Regions from separate parts of the Rattus norvegicus genome. Here region 1 is linked to region 2. Evidence: chromatin contacts called from public HiChIP or PLAC-seq data. All regions are on one chromosome and are shown on one strand. Each heading gives the region's core, a stretch centred on a gene start, on an enhancer-like site or on the middle of the called end of the contact. The rest is flanking DNA. Distances are from core to core; before and after follow the strand shown.

Region 1 (6,739 bases), core at 4,161-6,660, 140 kb before region 2:
TCTGTACCTCCTGCCGTGACAAGCGTGTTCGCGTCATCGAGCCTCGCAAAGGCACTGTTGTGGCTGTAAGTTGCCGTGAAACCTAAACCTTCGGATGTTGCTCTTCCTGCACCCACGTGGGGTCTGAGAAGCTGACCTACCACATCTCTCTCCTCTCAGGAGAAGGAGCGTCCTCATGAGGGAACTCGGCCAGTGCATGCTGTGTTTGTGTCAGAAGGGAAGATTCTAACCACGGGGTTCAGTCGCATGAGTGAGCGGCAGGTGGCGCTGTGGGACACAGTGAGTACTGAGATACAGGGCCCTGCAGGCTGGGAGTCAAGGCTAGAGGCTTGCCCTACCATATGACCATGGCCTCGGTTTACCTGTGAGATGGGGAGTTTCTATGCTTAGTCTGAGGGCCCTTAGCTGGTAATTGTCCGGTAAGGACCTGACATGGCCCAGCCTGTTGCCATCACCACCTGTCTCTACAGAAGCACCTGGAGGAGCCACTGTCCCTGCAGGAGCTGGACACAAGCAGTGGAGTCCTGCTACCTTTTTTTGACCCTGATACCAACATCGTCTACCTCTGTGGCAAGGTGACTCAGTCAGGAGGGCTGGGGGGCAAGGGACGTGGGAAGGTGGCGTGGTGAACGAAGTCGGGTGCCCTGTACTGGTACTGACTCTCTTGCCCACACCTCCAGGGTGACAGCTCTATCCGGTATTTTGAGATCACGTCTGAGGCTCCGTTCCTGCATTATCTTTCCATGTTCAGTTCCAAGGAGTCTCAACGTGGTATGGGCTACATGCCCAAACGTGGCCTGGAAGTGAATAAGTGCGAGATTGCCAGGTGACTGACCCCTAATCCTAATCAGACCTTCAGTACCCAAACGGTCACACTGAATAATGATGCTCACCTTCCTGTTTCCACAGATTCTATAAGCTTCATGAGCGGAAATGTGAGCCTATTGCCATGACAGTGCCTAGAAAGGTGATACTCCTGCGCTCCTCCCAGGGTGCTGGGACCGGAAATGACCACGGGGGGGGGGGCTTGTAGGGTGGGGCAGGAACGTAAACACTCTCATGACCCGCCTTGGCCTCGCCCACAGTCGGACCTGTTCCAGGAGGACCTGTATCCACCCACTGCCGGACCCGACCCCGCCCTCACAGCTGAGGAGTGGCTGAGCGGTCGTGATGCTGGCCCCCTCCTCATTTCCCTCAAGGATGGCTACGTGCCCCCAAAGAGCAGGGAGCTAAGAGTCAACAGGGGCCTGGACAGTGCTCGCAGAAGAGCTACACCGGAGCCCAGTAGCACTCTTAGCTCGGTAAGGCGGGTGGGGAGCTGCGGGAGGGAGCAAGGCGGGACGCTGGGCTCAGGCAAAGGTTCATAGGGAAAGAGTCTAATGTTTAAAGGTGCCCAAGCTCCGCACAGCGGGAGATTCTTGGAGGGCAAGGAGCTAGTGACCAGGAGGCCTTAGAAACCAGGTTGCAAGCCTAGAGACAGTAATCCGAGTAGCATCTGCTGGGAGAGAAGGGCCCAAGCCCTGTGGCTGTTGGAAAGGTTAGCTGACGCCAGTGGAGGGAAGAACAGAAAAGCTGGGCTAATGCAGGGCTGGGTCTCTTAGGACACCGTGTCACGGCTGGAGGAGGATGTGAGGAATCTCAACGCCATAGTGCAAAAGCTTCAAGAGCGCCTGGACAGGCTGGAGGAGACTGTTCAGGCCAAGTAGAAGACTCCAGAGCCTTCATCTGGGGCCAGCCATTTACTCTGCTCCCACCCCAACCCTCAGGCCATATGGTGGATAAGACGAAAATAATAAAACGGCTTTATTTTCTGGTACCTCTGACTGGTGAACTGGCTAGCCCCAAGGCTTCCCCTTGATAGTTCTCTGAACGCAAGGTCACCATTCAGGTTGTGGGTCACTTCCAAATGCTCGCTGTAGCAGAGGGGCGGGCCCTGCCTGCTAAGATGCCTGCTGCGATAGAGCTGGATGGGGCTGGACAATTGTTCTCCACTTCCTCGCTCTGCCTCAGAGTGGAAGGTCTGAGCCATCCAGATCCCTCTTAGGGCCCCCAAAATGTCAGTCACCCCAAAACCTGGTGTTTTCTTTGGTAGTGCTGGACCAAAGCTGTTAATATGCCATGTAAGCTTTCTATCACTCTAGCTATGCCTCTAGTCCTGACCCCAAATTAGCATTTCCTGGTCAACACCAGCACAACCTGCAGACAGCCATGCCAACACTTGCTTGTCGGGAAACCAACGAGCACACGCTGACACTTCTCAAGCCGCGGACTCAAAGAACAAAAATAACAAGACTTCTGAGCAGACACCACTCACTCATGCAACCTGAGCATGCGGGAGACCAAGGATTGCTGTGGGGTTCAAGTCAGAAACTCAACTGAGAGTGCTTATAAAGTGAGACACTGCCTCAAACCAAACAACTCAAAACCAGATGGGGTGTGGGTGTGGCCTGGCTGGCAGCATGCACCAGGTTCTGCATAAACCAAGTGTGGTACCCCCCACGTGTAATCTCAGCCCCTGGGAGGCGAGGGCAGGAGGATCAGAAGTTCAAAGCCAGCCTAGAAGAGACCAGGTCTCAAGAACAACTGTAATGAAATAAACAATAGCCAAAAACAGGAGGTGGGAGGATGACTTAGTGGTTTAGTGTTTCCCTTGCAGTCGTAAGGACTAGAACTCAGATCCCAGCACCCTCATCACAAGCTGGGTAAGCTTGAGAAAGCACGTGCAACCCAAGCTCTGATTCGGGTAAAACAGGATTGCTGGGGCTGGCTGGTTTCTAGCCTAAAGAAGATGCAAACACGGGTTCAGAGAGAGCCTACCTCAAAGCACTAAGTAGAAAATGACAGAAGACAGACACCTGACAGACACTCTTCCAGCCTCCACGCATGTGTACAGGCATGCATACGCCTGCATGCAAATACACTCACACGTACACACAAGTAAAAGTAAGTCTTGGGCTGGAGACGTAGCACAGCAGTTAAGAGGACTTGCTGCCCTTTCAGAGGACTAGAGTTCAGATCCCAACACCCACACTGCTTTTAGTCTCAGCATTCTGGAAGCAGAGGCAGGCAGATCTCTGTGTTCCGGGGCAGTCGGGGCTACATAGAGTTCCTCTCAAAAAACAAACTACAAAAACTAAGAAAAAAAAACTTGACAAAAACAGACTATGTCCCATAAAGACAGAAAGGAAACAGTCTGACCCTGCACTGAAACAAGGAGCAGGGTAATGGTTGGCTAAAGGGCTGTTCTGGAACCATAAGTGCCCCACTCCCAACCCCTTCATTCACAGCATTCTGCTGCCTCAGAGAATTGCCTGTGGGTTTCAGAGGACCTGGCCTCTGAGGAAGCCAGGAAGGAACAGATCTCTTAAACCCTATCTATAGGAGTACGGGGTTTGTTTTCGTGTGTTGTGACCGTTTCACATTGTCTAGGATGGTCTTGAACACTCAATACTTCTGCCTCTACCTTTCAAGTCCTATTCTAGGTGCGTGTCCCAATCCCTGGTTTATAGGGTACTGAAGACTGAACCTAGGGCTTCATGGATGCTAGGTAAGCACTGTCAGCTAGCTATATGAATGCATGCTTTTGAAGTATTCTCAATATGAGACAGCGGCTTTTGGTGCCCAACTGGTGGGAGACTCGAGAGCTGGGATGAACAGAGCAGTTCTAGAGGGCACATGGCTCAATTCATACAACGCAGAGAACACCCAGGAGCCCACGCCCAGCCCTTTCTTCAGCACATCATGGACCTCATACAGAGAATGGCATACAAGCACGCCTGCCTGCCCACTTGTGTTTCACCCTGACAGGGTATGTGATCTTGGGCAAGTCCCTTCTCCCTATAAACAGGAGGAGGGCCATCATTGGGGACTGAAGGGGTCAGTCCTCTGGGGATACAGGATAGGCTACTCTCTGCATCTTTCCTGTGTCCTCTTTTGGGGTCCTCGTGTGTAGACTGAATCACTAGTTCTCCAGAGGAACTGAAAATATTCAGAAAATGATGCAGGGGATGGAGAAGGCATGAGCACTGACTACTCTATCTCCAGCTTGACCAATCTCCTTGATGGAAGCAAGGGAAAGTGGAAGCAGAAGAAACTGAGTGCAGGGACAGGCCCTGACAACATAGGAAGGACATCTGTCCCCATGGCTGCATGAAAGACTAAACCAAAGAACCATCTGAGCTCATGAATTTACAAACAGCCTGGAAAACACATGGGGACCCTGCCTAAAAGGCAAGACCAAACCGCAGCTCCACAGTGGAGAAGAATTATTTATGCAGGACCTGGACTGTGCCCATCAGTGTGCCCACCAGCATGTCCTTACCCCCACTCAAGTGCAGGCCTGTGAAGAGACTGACAGCCTGACAGAAACTCTGTATCTTGTCTTTGCTACCTCTAGGAACCTGCAGAGAGGGAACGTGGAAAATGCTCAGGGTTTCTAGTCCCGAGGGCTGGCAGAGCAGGATTATCTTGCCTTTGGAAGGCTGATCTTGATGACAGTGGAGACCACAGGGATAGACAATGAAGGCAGCCTTCCAGAGACTTTAAGAACAGAACTTCCATCTATTTAGGTTGGGACCTAGAGGGCTCAGGAAAGAAATTCATCCAAATTTGCCAAAACAATGGCTGGAGGAGAGTCAGGGAAAAGCCACTTCCTTGACTCAGCCTCAGAGTCTTCAAACAGCACACTGAAACCAGCTGGGCCAGGTTTAAAATTTAATGCTTGTTCAGGCCTGGGTCCCTCATTCCTGCCGCTGTCGGGTCCACTGCTCTGGGGTCAGAGTTTTCTGCTCAAAGGCATGGATGTGCGGGAGCTCTTCGGCTAAGCACTCGTTCACCAGCCTGGAGGAGAGAAGGGAATGGGAAATGAGCGGCCTGGCCTCGGCTGGGGTGATGGGCTCCGAAGCTAGCGTGACCAGGAAGTGGGGATTCGAGGAGGGGACAGAAGTCCAACCACAAAGGCTGGGGCACCCTGGGGACTATGGGTCACATTTCGGGGCTTTGGGAGTGAGTCGTTCCCACCAGGCGGGCGGATGCAGGGGCAGCCATCCCGAGCCCGAGGCCTCGCTGGGCGGGAGGCTGGCTCCCGGGGCTCACCGGTGTCTCTGGAGCAGTGGCTTTCCCTCGAACTTAGCCGACACCACCAGGACTCGGAAGCTGGTCGCGCAACGGTTCAGAGTCGTGTCCTCCACCTCCTAGCCCGCAGAAGACACACGGGATGGGGCACACGCCCGAGAGCCCTTCTCCGCCGCCCGCGACCTCCCGGCATCGCACTCACCACATGCTCTGCCTCCAGGTCCTGCCGCAGCTTCTCGCGGAGGTAGTCGGCGCTGAGTTCCATGACCACAGCCCGGCGGGGCCACAGCCCAGCGTGAACAGAACCTCGCCTCTCGTCCCGCCACCTCGCCTTCCGCCCTCACTGCAGCCACTTCCTCCACGCCGCTCACTTCCGCCCTTCCTAGGGCGGCCTCGAAGGCACCACTTCCGCCTCCTGGTACCCCTGAATTACCAGCACTCGGGAAGTTCCCTCCCAGCAGTTAGCCAATCCGAGCCGGGCTGGAGGGCAGCGGGTCATGCGGCCCCGTTTGCTCACCCTCCTCCTGCCAGCAGGCGGCGCACCAAGTCGCTCTGCCGGTTTTCCAGGAATTTGCAGGACCATCGTTCCGTGCTTTTTCCTAAAGCAACGTTTTTGCAGTCCTGGCTACCCAGCCCTTTCCGAGGTCCGAGGACCCAGAAACCACCCCTAACTCTGGACCTTCAACCCAGAAAGTCCGGATGGGACATGCAGCAAGACCGGGGCGCTTCTTCGGAGTCTACCTGCTCTACTGTCAGAACCCTCGGCATCGGGGCCGTGTTTACGTGGGATTCACTGTCAATCCTGCTCGTCGGGTCCGGCAACACAACGCGGGTCGCAAAAAAGGTGGCGCCTGGCGGACCAGCGGGCGAGGACCCTGGTAAGAAGAAGCCATTGGTATCTAACCGGAAGGCTCCGCGTAGGAGGCGGGCCGCTAGGGCTAAAGGCTGACAGAGGCGGGACCGGGTGGTTTTTTTTTTTTTTTTTTTTTTAATCTAGGGCCGTGCTGAGTTCCTGGCCTGTCACTAGGGCAAGCGTATAGCGGGGAGGTGGCACCTTGTGGATATCAACACTGCGACGACTGGATTAAAACTTGTGATGCTTAATTGGGTTCCGAGTATACAAATTTAGGTCTGCTTTGTAACTCCACTCACTACAAGGGTACCAGACGCCCTCTTTTAATCTCTGCACATACACACATGCATACAAGCAAAACACTCATACACATAAATGAATTTAAGAAAAAACTTAAATACAAAAGCTGAATTATGAAATCAATCTACGTTCCTATCTCAGGGTTACTATTGCTGTGATGAAACTCTATGACCAAAAAGCTTATTGGGAAGGAAAGCGTTTATTCGGCTTACACTTCCATGTAAACGTACTTTTATTTCCTCAGATGAAGGGATGAGATGAGAGCCGTAGCCAAGCCAAGCTGTGTGAATATACGGCTTGGGCTGAGCCCAGAGTGTTTCTTTCTCAGTACCATCCCTAGGCTTACCCCTGGAATCTTCTAGCCTCTGTACAATCTCATCTTCCAAGATGGCTGATTCCATCTGGCTTCTCTCAGCTTCTGACTGAATTGCTCTGCTTGGCCTAACTTTGGCAAGATGTTCTAATCTTCTGGTTCCTTCTCATTCTCTGGCTCAGTCTGTCTTCACCTGTGTC
Region 2 (6,707 bases), core at 3,038-5,537:
GAAGGCCACCAGGATTTCAGGGTCCCACAGGCCCAGCTGGGCGCTGGGGTCCCACACAGCCCTCTGCTTCACCAGGATTTCCTATAACCCGGCAGCTCAGAGATAATGCTGCCTCCCTCTGTGCTGTTGCCCAGTCTCAAGCCCCGCCTCCCTCTGCTCACAGTGCCTCAACCTGGCCTTCCTGCTGGCAGATGTATGCTTGACCTTCCTGCCCAGCATCTACCTCATCTTCATCGTCATTCTGTATGAAGGGCTTCTGGGCGGGGCCGCTTACGTGAATACCTTCCACAACATTGCCCTGGAGGTCTGTACCAGTTGGACAAGGGCTGTGGTCTTAGGAGCCTTGTGGATAGAAGCCTAACCCTTGTTCTTTGCTCTCCCAGACCAGTGACAAGCACCGAGAGTTTGCCATGGAAGCTGCCTGCATTTCTGACACCTTGGGAATCTCCCTGTCAGGGGTCCTGGCCTTGCCTCTGCATGACTTCCTCTGCCACCTCCCCTGATATGAGTTGCTCAGCACACACTGGCCTAAAGGCACAGTGAGCTCTGCCACAGGCCTTCCCTGAGACTCAGGAGTGGGAAGATCTACAGTCCTGCCCTACCTCAGCAGGGAGCCCCCATTGTTTCCCACTCCCGAGCTGGCCTCAGAGAGTTTTTTTTCCCCCACCCCCTGCCCTTCTAATAAATGCTTATTTTACCAGTTTACTTTCTGTGCAGTCTCTGAAACGGAAAGTTTATATAAGCCCACTTTGGGATATATGTATTTATGAATGTATAAAGTATTTCAGACACTAGTATGGCACACATAGTAATTCCAGCACTCAGCAAACCTGGAATACACAGTGATATCCTAAGGACTAGGGCTATAGTACAGTGGTAGAGTACTTGCCTAGGATGTTCTGGGCTCTTGGTTTTATCTCTGGGAAACAATTAATTCAAAGGCAGGGTATGCTGCTATAAGCCTGTAATCCCAGTATTGGGGAGGTAGAGGCAGGAGTATCAGGAGTTCACGGTCCTCAGCTACAGAGAAAGCCAAGGTCAGCATAGCCTACATGAGATCTTGTTTTAAAATAGTCCCATTGTATGTTTCTGGCTTCTTTATCAAAAATCAGGTGTCCATAGGTGTGTAGATTTATCTGGGTCTTCAATTCCATTGATCAACCTCTGTTTTGATGCCAGTATCGTGTGTGTTCTATTACTGTAACTGTAGCAGAGCTTGAACTACGGGTGGCGGCGATACCTCCAGTTTATACTGCAGAGTTGTTGTAGCTACCCCGCGTTTCTTGTTTTCCCATATTGTGCTTTCAAGGTCTGTAAAGAATTGTGTTGGAATTTTTGTGAGGATTGCGTTGAATCTAGGTTGCTTTTCCTAAGATGGCCGTTTTTTGTTTGTTTGCTTTTAATATTTTTACTATGTTAATCTTTCCTATCCACAAGCATGGGAGATCGTTCCATCTTCTGATATCTTCTTCAATTTCTTTCTTTAGTTTTTTTTTTTAAAGATTTATTTATTATATATAAGTTCACTGTAGCTGTCTTCAGACACACCAGAAGAGGGCATCAGATCTCTTTACAGATGGTTGTGAGCCACCATGTGGTTGCTGGGATTTGAACTCAGGACCTCCGGAAGAGCAGTCGGTGCTCTTAACCACTGAGCCATCTCTCCAGCCCCTTTCTTTAGTTTTTTACCATGTATGTCTTTCACTTGCTTGGTTAGATTGACCCTAAGATATTCATAGGAGAGAAAGTTGTCACAGGAGACAACTTCCTAAACAGAACACCAATAGCTCGGGCACCAAGACTGACAATAAACAGGACCTCATGAAACCGAAAAGCTTCTGTAAGGCAAATGATATCGTGAATGGGACAAAATGGCAGCCTACAGAATGGGAAAAGATGTTCACCAACTTCATATCTGACAGAAGGCTAATATCCATAATATATAAGGAACTCCAGAACCTAGACATCAATAAGCCAAATGGCCCAAGTGAAAAGGGGTACAGAGCTAAACAAAGAACCCTCCAACAGAGGCATCTCAAACGGCCGAGGAACACTTGAAGTTCATCATCCTTGTCCATCAGGGAGACGCAAATCAAAACAACTCCGGTTCTGTCTCACACCTGTCAGAGTGGCTAATATCAAAACCACAAGTGACAGCACAGGCTGGCAAGGATGTGGAGCAAGGGGAGCACTCCTCCATTGCTGGTGACAATGCAAATTTGTACAGCCACTCTGGAAACCAATATGGCTGTTTCTCAGAAAACTGGAACTCTACCTCAAGACCCAGCTCTACCACTTCTGGGCATATACCCAAAGGATGTCCAAAAAGACACTTGACCAATTATGTTCATAGCAGCTTTATTCATAATAGAAACTAAGGAATGGATAAGAAAATGTACACTTACATAATGGAGTTTTACTCAGCTGTTACAAAAATAATAACATGAAATTTGAAGGCAAATGGATGGAACTAGGAAAGAAAAAAGAATCGTGAGCGAGGTAGCCCAGGCCTGGAAAGATAAACATGGTGTGCACTCATGGTGCGGACATTAGGGATAAAGAATAGTCATGCCACAGTCCACACGCTCAGAGAGGTCAAGTAACAAGGAGGGCTCAAGGGGAGACAGACACATGGATCTCTCTGGGAAGGGAAAATAGAAGAGGGTGGACTGGGGGCAGGTAGGGAAGGGAACAAAAAGGATCAGAATGGAGGGAGAGAGTACTGGGAGAGATAACTTGAATGGGGGGAGGCATTTGAGGGGTGAGGTAAAAACCTAGAAACTATGTAATAGAAATAGTAATAGAAACTCCTAGAAATCTATGAGGGTGACCCTAGTCATGATTCCTACCTAGTACTGAGAGATACAGAGCCTGAACCAGTCATCTTCTGTAACCAGGCAAGACATCAGCTACTAGTTCTTAATATGCCCCGGCCAGTCCCCCAGTAATCAAAACAGAGTCCTATCGATTTATTTAATCAGCTTCAGCACAATTACTGGGTGACTACCTCAACTATCTTTCCTCACTAGACTGGCTATTCCCCAGCTGCCTCGCCAAGTACTTGCTGTTTGAGTCTCCCCGTTTTATTTTTGCCCCGTCAGTCTGTCTCAGGATGCCCTTCTCTCGGCCACCTGCTCCTGGCTCATCCATCATGTTTGGTAACAAGTGCTTTTTCATCTGAACCATCTCGTGGGTCCCGTGGCTAGTATATGCTCATTTTGCACAAGGTACTGTCCCACACACTTCATATGTTGCCATTTTATTCTCCTAATATCAAATGAACAAGTGTTATTGTTTCCCTTTGTTTGTATCACAGGGAAAAGAGCAGAGAGAGGTTAGAAGTTAGAAAATTTGCCTAAGGAAACGGTAAAGCTAGGATTCCAACACTGAAGATCTAGGAAGTTTGCTTAAACATGCAAAACCATGCTCCCTTCAGCAGCACGTATACTAGAATTGGAAAGATACAAGTAAGATTAGTATGGGCCCAGCGCAAAGATGACACACAGATTCGTGAAGCATTCCGTATTTTTAAAACCCTTTTCTAAAGCAAAACAAACAAAATAACAACGACACCCTTCTAAAACCTAGCAGGCCATCGGCATCACCGGCTGACACCGGCCCTTAGATTCTTACTCTGAAGTTCAGATGGGCGGCCAGAGCACTTTTTGGTTTAGTTTTTTGTTTTCTTTTTCCTTTCTTTCTTTCTTTTTTTTTTTTTTTTTTTTTTTTTTTCCAGAGCTGGGGACCGAACCCAGGGCCTTGCGCTTGCTAGGCAAGCGCTCTACCACTGAGCTAAATCCCCAACCCCGTCTTTTTGTTTTTCGAGACAGGGTTTCTCTTCGCTGTCCTGGAACTCGTTCTGCAGACCAGGCTAGCCTCAAACTCAGAAATCATCTTGTCTCTGCCTCCTGAGTGCTAGGATTAAAGGTGTGAGCCACCTTCTCCAGCTTCAGAGCATTTTTTTATTTCTGTCTAGTCTGGCCTTTAATCCATGATCCTCCTGCTTTACCCTTTCTAGTGTAGGGAATTACAGACGTTTACCACCAGGCGGTCATTAAATTCTGTATTTTCAGTCTTGCTGCCTAGTTCCGGCGGTCCTAGGAAGCAAGTCCATCTTAAAGCTCTGCCAGGCCTCATCCCAGTCGAGTATAGCGCAAAGGCCACTGGGAATTGTAGTTAACTCATTCTTTGGCGCTTCTGGGAAGTGACCTCCCCAACCTCATCCTCTTCCGTCGTCGCGCCTGTCGCGCGGTTCCTGCCGTCATCGTCTCTGCTTTCGGGCGGATCTCGGCTTTCGGGGGGATCTCGCTCGGCTTTCGGGCCGATCTGCTCGGTTTTCGGGCGGATCTGCTCGGCTTTCGGGCGGATCTCGCCTTTCGGGCCGCCGGCTCGGCTTTCGGGCCCGTCTCGGCCGTCGCTCCTGTCTCGCCCGTTCTCGAGACTCGGGAGCTCAGCTGGTTCGTGTCTCTTGGGCCTCGTGCTCCGTGGAGGGTCAGGGGAAGGGCGTGCCGGCGACAATGGGGGTCCTGGTCGGGAGATCGTAGCCCCTGACTCTGTGGTTTTCCTTAGCTTCGGGCCACGAGCGCCTCAACCCTTCAGCACCGTCGCCATGTCCCGGTTTTTCACCACCGGCTCGGACAGTGAGTCGGAGTCGTCCCTGTCCGGGGAGGAGCTCGTCACCAAACCAGTCTCCGGGAACTATGGCAAACAGTGAGCTGGGGGCACAGGGAGGGCGTGTTTGGGGGGCTGCGGAGGCTCGTGTAGGCGAGGGGAGAGCTGGGGCGCATCTGAGAATGGTAGCTCTCCCAGCGTGCTAGGAACTTTGGGAGTCCTCAGCGTCCTCGTCACTAAGGACAGAGGAGCAGAGGTTTCCCGCTGCTTAATATTGCATCAGCTCTTAAAGCCACGAAGTCTGCAGCCTCGTAATTCTTCCCCACATTCCATCTTTCGTATCCCTTCTTGCCCCAGAACTGGCCTTGAAAACTCCATATCGTAGGTCTTCCCAACAAGTTTCTCGGTGACTTGTGTTCATGGAAGGAAACCCTCAGTGCTTGGTTAGTTTGGTTCTGAAATCCTGTCGTTTACCTCTGCGTGCAAATGTTAAACACTGCTGTGTCTACCTTTGTTTTACTGTGTTTTCTCCATCTCTGCAAGTTAAAATTTGTTGACTTTTCAAACAGTTCTCAAAACAACATTGTTTTTGCTATGGGCCGGTAGTGTTTTAAGACATTTATACCTACCTCCACAGAGACTTGTAGAGAAGTCTTGCATATGGATATACATATGTACATATATATTTATGTGAATACAATTGCATAACAGTGTCCAAAGTGAAAAAGCCATCACTCGTCACATAAAAAAATTACCAGGGGGCGCTGGAGAGATGGCACAGTGGTTAAGAGCACTGACTGCTCTTCCAGAGGTCCTGAGTTCAAATCCCAGCAACCACATGGTGGCTCACATCCATCTGTAATAAAGTCTTAAAATTAAAAAAAAAAAAACAAAACAGGAAAAACTAACAAGAAAAGAATGGAGACACTGTTGCTAACTGAATGCTTTGGCCCATCTCATTAAAAAGAAATATAAGTAAAGGGAATGTTAAAATTCACCAGAACTTTCCTTTACTAGTGACCTCCCCTATTTTGGGAAATGTTTCCTTTTAGAACCTAGGTACCAGCGTTTCCCACTTAGAGTGCCTTTTGTCTGCTTCTTTCTTTTTTCTTTTTTCTTTTTTTCGGAGCTGGGGACCGAACCCAGGGCCTTGCGCTTGCTAGGCAAGCGCTCTACCACTGAGCTAAATCCCCAACCCCTGTCTGCTTCTTTCTTAAGTGCTTCTGTAGCCATATGTGCCTTTAGACAATTAGTTATCTCATACTGTAAATAAATTTCAGTTATTTGTTCTTGGGGACATTCTTGTAGACACTGTCAGGGTTTGACAAAAGGCCTCATTTAGAGTTACAGCTCTTCAAGATGGTATGAAGAACAAGGGTCAGCAGAGATAATATGCATGCCTGAGTCCTCATCTGAGAAGAGAAATTATATTAGCTAAGACTGAAGGTTAATGGTCTCTGCTCCTTCCGTACAGGCCTTTGTTACTGAGCGAGGATGAAGAGGATACAAAGAGAGTTGTTCGAAGTGCCAAGGACAAGAGGTGAGGCCATAGGAGGGTAGGGGAGGGGGAAGATGTTGCTTTCTCCATGAGAGAGTCACTCAATCTGGTATTGAACTCCTACCCAGGTTTGAGGAGCTGACCAACCTTATACGAACCATCCGTAATGCCATGAAGATTCGAGATGTCACCAAGTGTCTAGAAGAGTTTGAACTCCTGGGAAAAGCCTATGGGAAAGCCAAGAGTATTGTGGATAAGGAGGGTGTCCCCCGATTCTATGTCCGGATATTGGCTGACCTGGAGGACTATCTTAATGAGGTGTGATTCTGAGAATACGGGGTAGGGGTGGGTATGGGCCTGGCTGTGCTGCTTTACTGCGCCAGGGCTCTCCTTGGGGGGTGGGGGGGTGGGGTTCACATGTACAGTGCTTCCTAGAAAATAGAAAACAAGATAAAGCAAGGAGAGAAACCTGTTTTTGGACAAGAGCATGACTGTATTTATTGGGGTTTTGCTGGGGTTTGTTTCTTTCTTTTTGCAGGACAGGGATTTTCTGTGTAGCCTTGGCCATCCTGGAACTCACTCTGTAGAGCAGGCTGGC

The links. HiChIP or PLAC-seq counts read pairs in DNA pulled down with a chosen protein or histone mark.
Region 1: an H3K27ac HiChIP or PLAC-seq map of oligodendrocytes shows a contact between it and region 2, with 2.6 times the contacts expected there. The contact joins the promoter of Bola2 here to the promoter of Eif3c in region 2. A contact is called at or near these places in 8 of 12 Hi-C or Micro-C datasets (Schwann cells, frontal cortex, kidney and 4 more) and 1 of 1 datasets of contacts at active chromatin or transcription factors (oligodendrocytes).

What each region holds. Positions count from the first base shown.
Region 1 is chr1:190,721,206-190,727,944 of GRCr8, reverse strand. Bola2 (bolA family member 2) reads right to left here and starts at 5,410. Exons shown (of 3, transcript NM_001401089.1): 1 at 5,276-5,410; 2 at 5,095-5,192; 3 at 4,544-4,839. The coding sequence starts at 5,338. The coding sequence ends at 4,740. Slx1b (SLX1 homolog B, structure-specific endonuclease subunit) reads left to right here and starts at 5,638. Exons shown (of 6, transcript NM_001009292.1): 1 at 5,638-5,951. The coding sequence starts at 5,773. It overlaps Coro1a (coronin 1A), which reads left to right. Exons shown (of 11, transcript NM_130411.2): 5 at 1-65; 6 at 160-279; 7 at 471-575; 8 at 681-826; 9 at 910-967; 10 at 1,086-1,301; 11 at 1,602-1,816. The coding sequence ends at 1,706.
Region 2 is chr1:190,580,647-190,587,353 of GRCr8, reverse strand. It overlaps Eif3c (eukaryotic translation initiation factor 3, subunit C), which reads left to right and starts at 4,287. Exons shown (of 21, transcript NM_001100662.1): 1 at 4,287-4,457; 2 at 4,570-4,710; 3 at 6,086-6,151; 4 at 6,238-6,427. The coding sequence starts at 4,610. It overlaps LOC120100182 (U6 spliceosomal RNA), which reads left to right and starts at 3,424; the gene lies at 3,424-3,530. Cln3 (CLN3 lysosomal/endosomal transmembrane protein, battenin) reads left to right here. Exons shown (of 16, transcript NM_001006971.1): 15 at 164-304; 16 at 384-705. The coding sequence ends at 503.